Linked DNA regions of Mus musculus: region 2 is linked to region 1. The links are chromatin contacts, called in public Hi-C maps. All regions are on one chromosome and are shown on one strand. Each heading gives the region's core, a stretch centred on a gene start, on an enhancer-like site or on the middle of the called end of the contact. The rest is flanking DNA. Distances are from core to core; before and after follow the strand shown.

What was found. Hi-C and Micro-C count contacts between places; a contact is called where the count stands out from the background.
Region 2: a Hi-C map of the N1E-115 cell line shows a contact between it and region 1, with 3 times the contacts expected there. The contact joins two enhancer-like sites. A contact is called at or near these places in 4 of 39 promoter capture datasets (cranial neural crest, frontonasal cranial neural crest, liver and 1 more), 2 of 15 datasets of contacts at CTCF or cohesin (the NIH/3T3 cell line and large pre-B cells), 1 of 484 Hi-C or Micro-C datasets (the N1E-115 cell line) and 1 of 115 datasets of contacts at active chromatin or transcription factors (embryonic basal ganglia).

What each region holds. Positions count from the first base shown.
Region 1 is chr17:44,715,933-44,722,446 of GRCm38.p6, reverse strand. Runx2 (runt related transcription factor 2) reads left to right here. Exons shown (of 7, transcript NM_001145920.2): 3 at 5,151-5,255. Among named protein-coding and RNA genes, the nearest start is that of Runx2, 17 kb to the left of the region's middle. RefSeq lists an enhancer at 1-333. Within about 2 kb of position 4,171, at least 85 of the 459 cell types and tissues checked have an H3K27ac peak or open chromatin away from gene starts, as enhancers often do. A contact at or near this core is called in the N1E-115 cell line, where this site is marked.
Region 2 is chr17:45,240,612-45,247,323 of GRCm38.p6, reverse strand. No RefSeq gene overlaps it. Among named protein-coding and RNA genes, the nearest start is that of Gm41582, 19 kb to the left of the region's middle. Within about 2 kb of position 2,198, at least 39 of the 459 cell types and tissues checked have an H3K27ac peak or open chromatin away from gene starts, as enhancers often do. A contact at or near this core is called in the N1E-115 cell line, where this site is marked.

The sequences.
Region 1 (6,514 bases), core at 2,922-5,421:
TGGGTGGAGAGAGAACGAGAGAGAGAAATTGATTTATCACTAATAATAGATTTTTATATTACTGTATTACTTTGAATAAGAGGAAGCAGTAAGACTGAGCTAAAATGGAGAGCACAAACTCAGAGTGCATCAACGAGAGGTGGCCCTCGATGAAAATGAGTCAAGTTCTCAGGCAGGAAACCCTCTAGCGTGACCTGCTTTTTACAAGACCATCTCCAGCTTCCTCTTTGGTTTCTGTCCATCTTCATTTCTGCTGCTAATTCTTCTCCATGGGCTTTGTCCACTGGACTTTCTCTCCCAACTTTACCAAATGTGTCTTTGATGGTGTTCAGAAGAAAAGAAAAACAAAACAAAACAAAACAAACAAAAAAAACAAGTTCCATAAACATTATATTTCTTTTAACCTTTTCACTGTTGGATCAATTGGATCATAGACTCTCTGAAGTTGAAAACTGGCCTTAGATTATAAAGCATCCATGTTTCCATGCTTCCATTCCATTTTGCTTCCTAGATCATCACAGGACCACAACATTCAAAACTGCTCAGTACAAAGTACAGCACCCCTGAGACGTGCATGTGGCCAGGCAATGTCTCTTCCCTTTTCTCCTTAGTATTTTACACAGAAGTGTTTACACAAATGGTTTTGACCATTTCTCCTCCTCCTCTTCTTCCTCCTCTTCCTCCTCTTCTTCCCCCTCCTCCTCTTCCTCCTCCTCTTCTTCCTTTTTTTCCTCCTCCTCCTCCACCTCCTCCTCCTTCTTCCCCTCTCCTCCTTCCTCTCCTCTTCCTCCTCCTTCTCTTCTTTTGGTGTGCTTGCTCTCTTTTTACATCAAGCTTGCTGCTTTTAATTTACAAGTCTTTTTAAAGCATTTACAACTCACAGAGCATGGTGTTTTTATCAATTTAGGACACAATCCTGTGTACAGTCTATGTCTTCTGGCTCTTCCTGGCAGCCTTTAAGGCTAAATTGGAATTGTCTTCCAGTGAGAGTTCCTGCTATGTAGCTAAGAAATGATATGACTTTGGGTGGTATTTTGGGATTAACTCCTAGATGAAGCTGTGGATGATATAATTGGCTTTGCCTGAGCAGGATTCTGTGTGTCAGGGGGTTATGAATGTGTTTGCACATGTGTGCTGACATGTGTACCTGTGTGTAGTGCATGGGGCCCTCAGCAATGGATGCTGACATGCCTTATTCCATGTTGTCTCCACTGCTTTTCCCAAGACATAGTCTCTCAGGTAGCTGACTGTGTCCACTAGCCTGGGTGGACATGTCAGTGTTTCCCATGATCCCTCTGTACTTTGCTCCCCAGCTCTGGAGTTACAGGCATACATCACCATTCTTTCTCTCTCTCTCTCTCTCTCTCTCTCTCTCTCTCTCTCTCTCTCTCTCTCTCAATATGGGTGCCAAGAATCTGAACTCAGGACTTCTTTACCCCCTGAGCTATGTTTCCAGCTTAAGTAAGATTTGTGTTAAATGTCATCCATAGTCTTGCATTAGTGGATCATGTATGGATGGTAACTTTCCACCCTGGCACTGTTAAAATTCATAATCCTGGGGACTGGAGAGATGGCTCTGTGGCTAAAAGCACTTGTTGCTCTTCAAGAAAATCCAGTCTAGGCTGGATTCCTAGCACCCCACATGGCTGCTGGCACTGTTGGTCACCTTAGTTCCAAGGGGAATCCAATGCCCTCTTCTGACCTCCAAGGGCACCAGGCATACACGTGGTGGGCAGACATACCTGAAGGCAAAACACCCACGCACATAAAATTATATATAAAAAATGTAATCCTGGATCCTTGGAAAGTGGAAATTGGGAAACTTGTTTTAAGTTAAGGAAATCATGAATACCCACATAAACTTTTGACTCCGGAAATGCAGCATTAATGTAAGACGAGCTAATTAGTGAGTCTGGACAGAGTTTCTGCAAGTTTCTTCCACACTTTAGGGGCTGGGACTAATCGGAAGTGCAAAGAGTCCCCTTTTGACTTTGTTTTATTGTTAAAGCACAGTTTGAGCTTTAGGAATCCAGTCTGAAAGAGGAGTTTCTTCCCCAACCTTACTTCTTCTTAAAGCAGGCTTTGTTTGTTTGTTTGTTTGTTTTAATTTCAGCTTTATTTATTCATTCATTTATATTTATTTAGGTTTATTTTATTTTATGTGTATGAGTGCTTTGCTTTGCATGCATATCTGTGTACCACATATGTGCCTGGTGCCTAAGGAAGTGGTGAGCCTCCATGTGGGTACTGGGAATCAAACCTGAGTCCTTTGCAACAACAAGTGCTCTTAACCACTGAGCCAATTCTCTGGCCCTAAAAGGATTTCAAAAAGGAAGACTGGTTTATCTTTGAGTATTTTGTTGCTCTGGTCTTGAAGGGTGGATTTTGTATCTGGGTTTGTTTCTATAGGCAGTGTGTTTGTTTCTCTGACTTTGGGAGGAGCATAGGCAGCTTATTAAACCAAGCAGGTTGTAAAGATTTAAAATGGAAACATCTCCCAAACCAGTCATGATATATCCACTGACATTATCACTAGCAGAGCCTTCAGAGATGCTGAAGAAAAGCATACACATCCTTGATGTATTAACATCAGCACCAAGGATGCTGTCTTCCAATCATGCTCTTTGGAGATACTGTTAGAAACGGAATCCTGAGTTTGTGGACTACTGATCTCACCCAGAAGAATGTTTTTAAAATGTTTTAATTCAAATTAACTTTGAATCCAGAGACTCGGCCATGATTTTAGTTCTTAATCTGGGCCTCCCCCTCAACTTTTTGATCTGAGTTTTGGTTGACTTTGAGGTCTTTGGGACTGGTTTAGACTCCTGGCTGTCTTATTCTTCTGGCCAGTGTGAATGTTCACAACAGATCTTCTGTACGGAGTCAAATGACTTAAACCCATGTACTATCTTGTATGTAATAACTACAATATGCTGCCTCAATGATGCTTATAGATAGATAAATTCATCTGACACATTCATCCATTTAGAGATTTATTATTTCTGGGCACAGGGAGCTAATGGGGACTCACAGTTCCTAATTCCCTTTCCATATTCTGCAGCAAAATGAGAAAAAAAAACCCTCATTTTATTTCCCCTTCATCCTCATTCCTCCCCTCCCCCTTTCCTCTGTCATCCCCCCTCCCCCTCCCCTCCCCCTTTCCTCTGTCTTCCCCCATCCCCCTCCCCTCCCCCTTTCCTCTGTCTTCCCCCCCTCCCCTCTCCCTTTCCTCTGTCATCCCCCATCCCCCTCCCCTCCCCCTTTCCTCTGTCTTCCCCCATCCCCCTCCCCTCCCCCTTTCCTCTGTCTTCCCCCCTCCCCTCCCCCTTTCCTCTGTCATCCCCCTATCCCTTCTTCCCTCTTCCCTTTTTCCTTCCCTCCCTTCCTTCCTCCCTCCATTTTTCCTTCCTCCCCTCCCTCTCTCCTCTTCCTCCATGCCTTTTCTTTCCCTTTCTTCCTTCTTTTCTATGTGGGAGAATTAAATCCAGGGCCTTGCATAGGCTAGCTATCTCCGAGTTACATCTCTACCCTCGAATATTTAAGGTCAGAAAGATTTGAGTTTGGTTTCTGATGTTTCCCATTTATTAACTGTGTGACCTTGGGTAAATGACTAAGTTTCTCTGGGGCTAAGGCTTCCTCCTTCGTGAGCTGGGGCGATGACTCTAACTGGGGAAGATTAAATGAGATAATGTGGTCGACCAGTCTGGAGCTGACTGAGTTTCTGATCAACATTCATCTGTCTTATTGTTGGCCCTTCCCACATTCCTGCATGCCCTCTGCCTCTTAACCCCTGTAGCCACGGATGGCAGTCAAGGGGTCTTAAGACTATCCACACACAGTAACAAATGATGTGTTTCTTAACCAGATTTTAGCAACTTACATGGTCTGGTTTGAAAAGAAAAGCCATTCAGTAGACTTGACAGCCAAAGACCTGTTCCCCATTAAGCCTGGCGTAGAACCTGTTCCATATTAAGCTATGAAAAGATTGCATTAAACTTCACATTGCTACATATTGTCTAAGATTTGTGTTTTGATTTAATACTCCCAGCTTTCAGTAGAATGGGGAAAAAAAAATCTGACCAAAAAACAAAGCAAAACAAAGGGAGGCTTTTATCTGCTACAGGGGCAGCCCTTGAGTACTGGGGCTCAGCTCGCTGCTGTTTTATTGAGTCACCGCTTCTCGCCCACCTTTTCCTGTCTTGTAACAGTTTGCAGTTCTAACTATCTGACATGACTAACCATTGCAAATCTAACTGATTACAACTGTCAGTGCATCTGTAGAACAGAGGCCGGCATCTCCTGGAGAAAGCAGACGCTCAGATCCCTTACCACACTCTCTTCCCTGCCCCCTCCCATTCCTCATCACGTTTAAAGCTCATTAATTTGAAGCATCAGAGGGAATGCAGCCTTGCAGAAACTCTCTTTTAAAAGTAAAACATGTTTGCGTCGAGAGGTGTCATGCTTGCTTAGCAGAAACTAAGTCACCCTAGGGAGATCCTTCCAGATTTATTGATGAGATGTGTGGTAAGGGAGGGGAAAGACTGCTTGGAGATGAAATCATCTCCCCCAGGCGCATGAAGGCCTGGAGACACGGGCTCCCCTAGAAATGATTGCCATAGGAGCTTCCCGCTTTCATCTTATGGAAGTTTATCTGAGCAGCTCAGTGCTAAGGCCCTGTGATGTAAGTAACGCCACCAGTAATAATTTACCATTGTTCTCTCAAGGGGTCATGACCTTATCCTAAATAAACACTTCTAAAATTGTCTGCCCTCACGCTGGGATGTGCTCCTGACGTTGGAGAACGTTGGAGAAAAATGGAAAAAAAAAATCAGAGATGCCTCTTGAAGCAGCCCCAGAGTTTTGGTTCTGTTACCAAAGAGATTGTTTGGGAGTGGGGGTAGAGGTGGGGGTGGGGGTAGAGGTGGGGGTGGGGGTAGAGGGTAGAGGCTGCGTGCAGAGAACCGCAGGAGAGATGCTGATCAAATTTACAGGTGTTCTTGAGTGGCTGTCAGAGGGTTTCTGGTTTAGGGGACCAATTCCTGATTGGTTGCTGCCTCAGAGATGCCATGGTGAGATTTGGATGTCTGTATTATTGTAAGGTCATCACTGCTACCCATTTATAGTCACCGTTTCCTCTCTTAAATCTGCAGGCAAGAGTTTCACCTTGACCATAACAGTCTTCACAAATCCTCCCCAAGTGGCCACTTACCACAGAGCTATTAAAGTGACAGTGGACGGTCCCCGGGAACCAAGAAGTAAGTGCCTACCTTTCTATTGAAAATGCTAATAGAGTTTGTGGGGACCCTGTGAAGAATTCACTCTGAAGGTGTTAGTGTCACTGTCACTACACATGGCCTCTGCAAACTTTATCGTACTTTATTTTTGAATACATTTCAGGGAAGGGCAGTTCATAGAACTTTACAGTTAATAGAAAATAAAATTATAGCTTAGTCTTTCCCATAGAACTGCTTTATAACTTTGGGGAACAAGTGGATAGCTATTCAGTCATGATAACTTTTTAGCTAAGGCACTCCGCTCATCCCTTCTGTGCAGTGGGAGGGGCCAAAGAGACCCACGAGGCTGAGGAAGCAAACTATAAACTTTAAAATCTTGAGCTTAGTAAAAAAGCATTTGTGTGTGTTTCCCATGGCCCAAGAATGCGGTGTTTTTTTTTTTTTTTGTTTTGTTTTTTTTTTTTTTTTTAAGCTCGCCCACTCAGTTCCCTTTATAAAGAGCACAGGACTTAATTACAAAGAATTTATTTGCAAATGATAACTTGCTTCATCATTACAAACACGGTTGTCTGGCCATTTTCTAGTAACTGTTTTGGATAGTTTCTTTAACAGAGAGATAGATACAAGCTAGGTTCATGTCCACCTTGGTTTCTTTGTCTATGTCTTGCAAAGCTTTATCTGGTGCTCAGCTGCAGGTAGTGTCTCTGTCTAGGCCAGGATTTATTCTCTTCCTGAATCTGGGTCAGACCTGACTGACTTCCACTGCCGCCCACAGTGACTTGAGCAAGCCTGGCACTAAAATACATCTACAGAGCAAAGGTTATTCCAAGTCGAGGTGAGACGAGTTCTGTAGCACATAATATAATGTAAATAGCATAGAATGGGCTGCCTTTGCAGGCTGAATACATTGGAAGTCCCAGGCATTGCAATTAGGAGGTTAAATTTGGCTTTTGATGGGGGCAGGCAGCAATGGAAGTGTTTGTTCTAACTTGATCTTCCACCTAGACAGTGAGGACGGATTCTTTCCATCCCCAGAAGTAAGGGAGGAGGCCTAGAGGGCTTCGCCTCTTCCTGTACTGTGCATCTTTTAGCAATGGGATCAATCTTACAGTAGCCCCCACCCCCACCTCCATCTCTTATGCCCCTGTCTTTGTCACAAAGGCTTGCCTGAGCAAGGGAGGTTTTCTGCCCCAAAGAAATCTTTGAGGCTTGTTTTTTTCTTCCTTTCATGTATAAGGCTTTCTTCCAAATTCCTAACGTGGGGTCAGTGCTGGCCCTGT
Region 2 (6,712 bases), core at 949-3,448, 530 kb before region 1:
ATGCCAGAACACATTACACGAGAGGACTTCCCGAGCCAGATGGGCCACACAGATAACGTGTGTAATGGAAATTCTCACGGAGCCATGACTCAGCCTGCTTAGCCCAATGGGACTTTTCTTTGTACGGCTTGCGGTTATTAGGGTGACAAATGGCTACCGATGCAGGGTTCCCGAGATGAGATGGGGATGCTGGAGAGAGACGTCACCAGGTTTAACACTGTGTACTTTCTTTTACTTTTTTACATTTTTAAATGCAAAACATTACAAATATCTATGCAAACAGGAATTCTAAGAGAATTCTAAGAGCACCATCTAGTCCCAATATCTTTTCATGACTGTTCTTATTTTTAAAGCATCTATTTATTTGAAAGAGAGAGAGAGAGAGAGAGAGAGAGAGAGAGAGCGTGAGTGAGCGTATGTGGAGGTCAGAGGTCACCTCTGCTGGCATCACTTTGTCTCCCTTGCTGTTTCTGTTACTTTGCTGTGTCTGTGAACCCTTCAGGAGATTCTTTCCCACCTGCCCACAGGAATGCTGGGATTACAGGTGTGTGCTGTCCGGCATTTTGCTTGGGTTCCTGGCATGGAGCATAGCAGCCAGGTTTTCAGGGCAGATGCCTTTCCTTGGGAGCGGTCTTTCCAGCCCAAGGCCACCCCTAATTTTCATCCCACTCTCTGTCCCTGGCTTGGAGGGTTTGGAAGCAAAGCCTGGATGTCACCCCATGTTATCATCCATATGTGGATATATGATTGATAGTTCAGAAAGATGATGTCACCCCACGTCATCATATATGTGGATATATGATAATTCAGAAAGACGGGGAGCGTTAAGAAGATATATATAGGTCCTTGCGCTTTTAAAACTTCATAATCTTTTGCTTGCTCAAGACAGGGCTTTGTGTGGCCCAGGACATTCTCAAAGTCACTCTGGAGCCAAAGATGAAATCCTTCTGCTTCCTCTTCTCAGATGCTGAGATTTTAGGGGTGTGCCACCATGGCTAGCTTTATGGAATGCTGGGGATTGAACCCATGGCTTCATGCATGCTAAACCAACACTCCATCAACTAGGTTACACACTCAGCTCCAGGGATTCTTAAGTAGGGACAGTTTTACTCACAAGGGGGTTGTTGTCACACTGGGAGGAGGTAGCTAACACAGGCCAGATATCCTGTTATAAACATACTAGTATGCTCAGAACAGCCTCTCCAAGCCCAGCCGATAAGACTAGAAAGTCAGAGTGTGCCAGGGTCTGTAGAGAAGAAGGTCCGCTAGAGGTTTTACATGATTAGTGTGGGACAGTGACTTTGCTGGGTCCTGTGGAGCTGTCTAGCCCAGCAGTGCTCCCCTTTCAAACCCTCTCCTCTGAACTTAGCCAGTCAGGACTTGGGGGTTGGATGACTCTTGCTTCCCCAGCATGGATCCTGGGTATCTCCCAGCCACAGGCATTTTCCTCAGGGGAGCATCCACTGCCTTCAGCTGGTGCTGCTGTTGAAGGGCTCACGGGCAAGCTATGCCCAGAGGAAAGAACGTACCACAGGACCTCACAACGCTGGCCTCTCTGCATGGCCTTTGTACATATCTACTAGGCACCTAGTGTTTAAGCAAAATTTCCATTATTTTGGTACTTTTAATTGGACACCAAGATGCTTGACATTCCCACAGACACAAGCTCTCAAAGCTTACGTGAAAGCGATGAAATGACCCTTTGAAACGATCAGAAACTCTGGAATTTGAATGTGGTCCACTCACTTAGCTCCTGGTGTCTACCTGGGGTACTTAGTGCACTCCTCACATAGCACCTCGGGTCCACTTTCCCTGGGCCCAATGATTGATGACAAAGCCACAGAGACAAAAGTAGGGGGCGAGACTCCTGCATGTCCAAGAAAGCAGTCCAGAGTTCTGAACCTTGGCTCTTAAGGCAGGGAGCCCTTCACCCAAAGGCCTGTTGAAAGTAATATGAGCAAAAGGGGCCTCTGGAGATGATACCCTCAGACCTGGCAGCTCCTGGGGTTGTCACTACCTACCATCCTTGTGATCATTGGTGGGGACACTGCCTATGCCATCGGGAGCTGGGAAAGGGGAAATGGCGTGGCGGTGACAGAGACCTGTCTGCCATCGCTTTTGCTCTCTGTACTAAAGGAACCGGGTGGGGTGAACAGGGGAACAGATAAGCCCAGCCTTACAAGGCTAATGTGAGCCAACAGGAAGGATTTATGGGGTGACGCTACTTCCATGAATGAGGGCACACAGTGCAGGTGGAGCTAATGCAGTCTGGGAAAGCTTCCAGGAGGAGCCCACAGCTGGCTGGAGCCCAAGAGGAACCGAAAGGAGCCAAGTAGACTGGGGACCCAGGACACGGCTGTCCTGACCTGCCAGGGCACAGCCGGGAAGCCGTGGGAAGCTGTGGGAAGGGTATACAGGTGGGAGGGGAGGGGGGCTGTGTTAGGAGAGAGTGCTCTCAACAACCATTCCCTGAGCTACAGGAAGCCCTGAAGACTGAGCAGGAGACAGGCATAATCAGATTTGCATTTTGAAAAGGTTATTCTGGCCAAAAGTGTCAGGAGGGGGTCACGGAGAGGCGTAAAGTGAGACTTGTTTCGAGGTTGGCAGAGACTCAGACAAGCCTGAAGTAGGGCAGACAACAAGCAAAGGAAAGGGGCCACAGGTTTTGCCACATCCCAGAAGGGCCAAGGCAGCTCTCCGTGAGGTGAGAAATGCCAGCATTGTCAAGGCCTCTGACCGTAAGCCGTGCCCTGCGGCTCTGGTGCGGCGATTCTTCCACGTTCCCAGGGTACCTTGCGGGTTACTCTGGTTTTTCTGCCCAGTGCTTCTTTTCTTTTCTAGGGCAGGAAAGCCTCGTATGTTTTAGGAAGATTTCTATAAAGCAGTTAAAATGGCTGAGGTATGGCTCAGTAACAGTGTCCTTGCCTAAAGCATACAAGGACCTGGGCTCTATTCTCAGCGCCACAAAAAGCAACAGAAAGATCAAATAATGTATTCTTTGGGGGAGAACCTGGGATAGTGAAGCCAGTGTCCCGATTCTGAGTGGAAATCATAAGGTTCACATTCTAGCCACTGGAGACAAGGGCTCCAAAAAGGGGTCTCACTATTTCCGAGACAATTGTGGGGTGTGTGTGTGTGTGTGTGTGTGTGTGTGTGTGTGTAGTGTCTCGTCTCTGATTAACCTGCACTTAACCCGAGGATCCATGGTTAAAGGCTTTGAGATAGGACAGCGTGGGTGGCTCAGACTGCCACCCTGCCACCACAGGCAATGGGGATCTTCGTTAACATGACTTGGTGACAGCAGACACCCTAGCCAGTATGGACAAATGTGATGGTTTCCTCAGGAAGAGTGGGGCCTGGAGGGACTGCTCAGTGGTTAAGCGTGTGTCCTGCTCTTGTCCAGGACCCAAGTTCAGTTCTCCATATCCATGTCAGGAAGCTGTAATTCCAGCTCCAGATGTTCCGATTCCAGATGTCCCAACACCCTCTTTTGGCCTCCTTCAACACCTGTACTCCTGTGCACATAACCATTCACAGACACAAATGCGTGCGCATAATTTTTAAGAAACAATAAAAAATTCTAAACCTTTTAAAGGCTCATTTTAAACTTTATTATTGAAAAATAACAAAAAAAAAAAAAGAACAACGCACCAGACTATAATTAATTGTAATTATTATAATTAATAAGGCTATAAAATTTTTGTTAAAGAAAGGAAGAGTGAGCTCTCTCTCATACACATAAGTATACACTCTTTTAAAAATGTAGTGAGCAAGAGGAAAATGTCTATTTGCACATCTGGCTTGTTCTTTAAATAGCTCATTCCAAGAAAGGAATATATTCACCCTGTCTTAATTTATGTTTCTACCTTTTTCTTCCAACAGGCCTGCAGGAGGAAGGAGGGAGGGGGCTGGCCCTCGCAGGGATTCGGCAATGGCCTTGGTATGCCGCTGCCTACACAGCAGTATTTAACCCAATTACAGGATAATAAGGGCTCAGACAAATTGTCTGCAAACAGATATGTCTATGTGTAAACCCTTGACTTTGGGAACATGTGTCTGGAGCCAGAGAAAAGGGGTGTGCTTAGCGAGAGAGCGCGTCAGCTCAGAAACCCTCCCCCTAAGTGTGGACACTCTTGAGTTCTGGACAAAAGGCTCTCCAGGTTCAGACTGCATGTTTGTTCTAAAACCACACACACACACACACACACACACACACGAGCATTTTAGTACAAGATGGAAAAATCTGTATCTTAGATTGTCCTGGGGGAAGGGGGTGCTGTACCCACCCTGAGATACTGAGGGACTCTGGTTGGCTCAGTGTGGCCCTCAGGTGGACTGCCATTCCTGGGGGGGCTGCCCAGTGACTCTCCTTCCCTTCCCTCTCAGAGAGTCTCCCTGATGTGATACCGACCTCAAACCATCCCTAAAGGCAATGGGCCAGGCTGGGCAGGGAGAGGGCAGGGAGGGCCAATTACAAAGGAACGGAAGCTTGTTTCAGAGTAGGATTCTCTGCCATCAGGCATCGGATGAAGAAGAGCTCCCCGGATTAGCAGACCTTGCCTTCCATCTACTGCAAAGCAGGAGCTGAGACAAAACTATGTGTCCCACACTATTCATAAGGTCCCTTGGGGGAGTAATAGAGAACGCAACTTATGGATCTGAAGGCTGTTCTCAGAGACTTGGAACTTTTCTGAAAATGAAGGTGACTGGAGTTCATTTTTCCCTAGCCCTTCACACCTAGAGGAGAAAGAATGTACACACACACTCAATGAAAGCAGGAAGCTTGCTTGCCGTGGCGATGGTGTGGTGGTACACTCGTGTGCGTGTGTTCCTGTATGCATGTGTGCATAGGCGTGGGCAGACATCCTCTCCCATTTTGCAAATTGCTAGGGTTCTGTTTAGTTTTTTTTTTAAAGGATTTGTTTTTGTTCTGTTTATGTCTGTATGGCACACGTGTGTGTAGGGAGGGAATGGCAGGCAGTTGGGAGGCACCCGGTATGGGTGCTCTAACCATTGAGCCACCTTACTCACCCCCGTGAGTTCTACTTACTCACAGTTAGCTGATTCATGCTTGCCTGCTGGTTATTTCCATCCCACTGTCTCTTGCTGCTGCTCCATGACAACTGTCTTCTCTCCACAGTTCGCTTGTTGGTTTATCAGACATGGCTGAGAGTTACCCACATGCAGGTGGTGGAAGGCTGCTTGCGTGTCCAGAGAAAGGAGTTCTGCCAACTTCAAGGTTCTTCTGAGGCCTGATGGAAGTGGGTCCTTTTAGTGGGACCTGTTAGTGATGCCTTAGCAACATTCCCTGTAAACTCCATCTTAAATCAGGATATCTCAGCAGGGCCTGGAGCATCCAGAGAGAGTTCCAGAGAACAGGCCCCGCTGCTTCCTCTCAAAATTCCCTACTTGGGCTAGGGACATAGTGCAGCCTGTACAGCGTTGGCCTAACGTGCACAGGGCCCTAGATTTGATCCCTAATATTGTCTAAGCCAAGCGTGGTGGAACATGTGTAATACCAGCACTTAGGAGGTGGAGGCAGGAGAATCAGGGTTTCAAAGTTACAGCAAGTTCAAGGCCAGCTAGGGCTAACATCAGACCCTGTTTCCCAACAAAAAACAGAAATAAAAACCTAAAAGCAACACCCGTGCTGATCAGAGCACATTATATACAGGAACGAGACCATTGTAATGAGAAGCCGTTATTTTTCATGATTAATATACACAAATGAATTTTTTTGACTCTCCTTCTGAACTCTACCAAGACGTTCCCACCTCTTCCTGCCTGCTTCTACCATCTAATTCAAGTACCAGAGAAAGAGAAGAAAGTACAAGGGAGAGGGAGTATTACAAGGGAAGGAATAAGGGCAGAAAGAGGATGCAGAGGAAGAGGAGCCAGGGTAGAGAGGCAGAGCAGGGACAAGCCTCCTGATGCTGGGGCCTTCAGAGGCTCATCAGATGAGGGGTCAGGCTCATGGGGCTTGGGGACCTGGAGTGGCGGTTGCCTGTCTGTGCCTCAATGCCTCCATCCTTAAGCCATTTTGCTGCCTGCTCCTTCACGGCAGGGTTCAGCATTCTTTCCGCTAATCACTCATGAAAGCATAAAATTAAGACATTCTGGGAAGCTGAAAGAATCTGGTGTAAAATGTGTGTTTGGGGAATGGAAGGCATTAGAGGAATGCTTGAGTCCGCTGCTGCTCCGCTGTCTTCAACCCGTTTTCTCTCCAAATTAATGAATGAGTCACGGTTGTCTTTAGGTCTGTAAAATGCCTCTGGGAGGGAGGAGGGAGGAGGGAGGAGGGAGGAGGGAGGAGGGAGGAGGGAGGAGGGAGGAGGGAGGAGGGAGGAGGGAGGAGGGAGGAGGGAGGAGGGAGGAGGGAGAGCTGCGCTCTGACAGCCTCATGTTCTCTGCTTTGTCAGACTTTTCTGATCTGTTACTTTCTGCCTCTTCTTTCTGTCCCCAGAGAAGGGACATCTCCTGTTTATAAGCAAGTGACCCGGAGCTGAGAAGATGATTCAGTGGGTAAAGTGTCACTGAGATGTGAGCAGGAGTACAGATTCCCCTGCAAAAGCAAATTGCTCATGGCGGCTGCCTGCCAACCGGGTTCGTGGGAGGTGGGGACAGAAGTCTTGGGGTGAGGTGGATAGCCAGACCAGCCAGACTGTCAGAACTGAGGAGCCCTGGGTTCAGTGAGAGACTCTGACTCAGCATA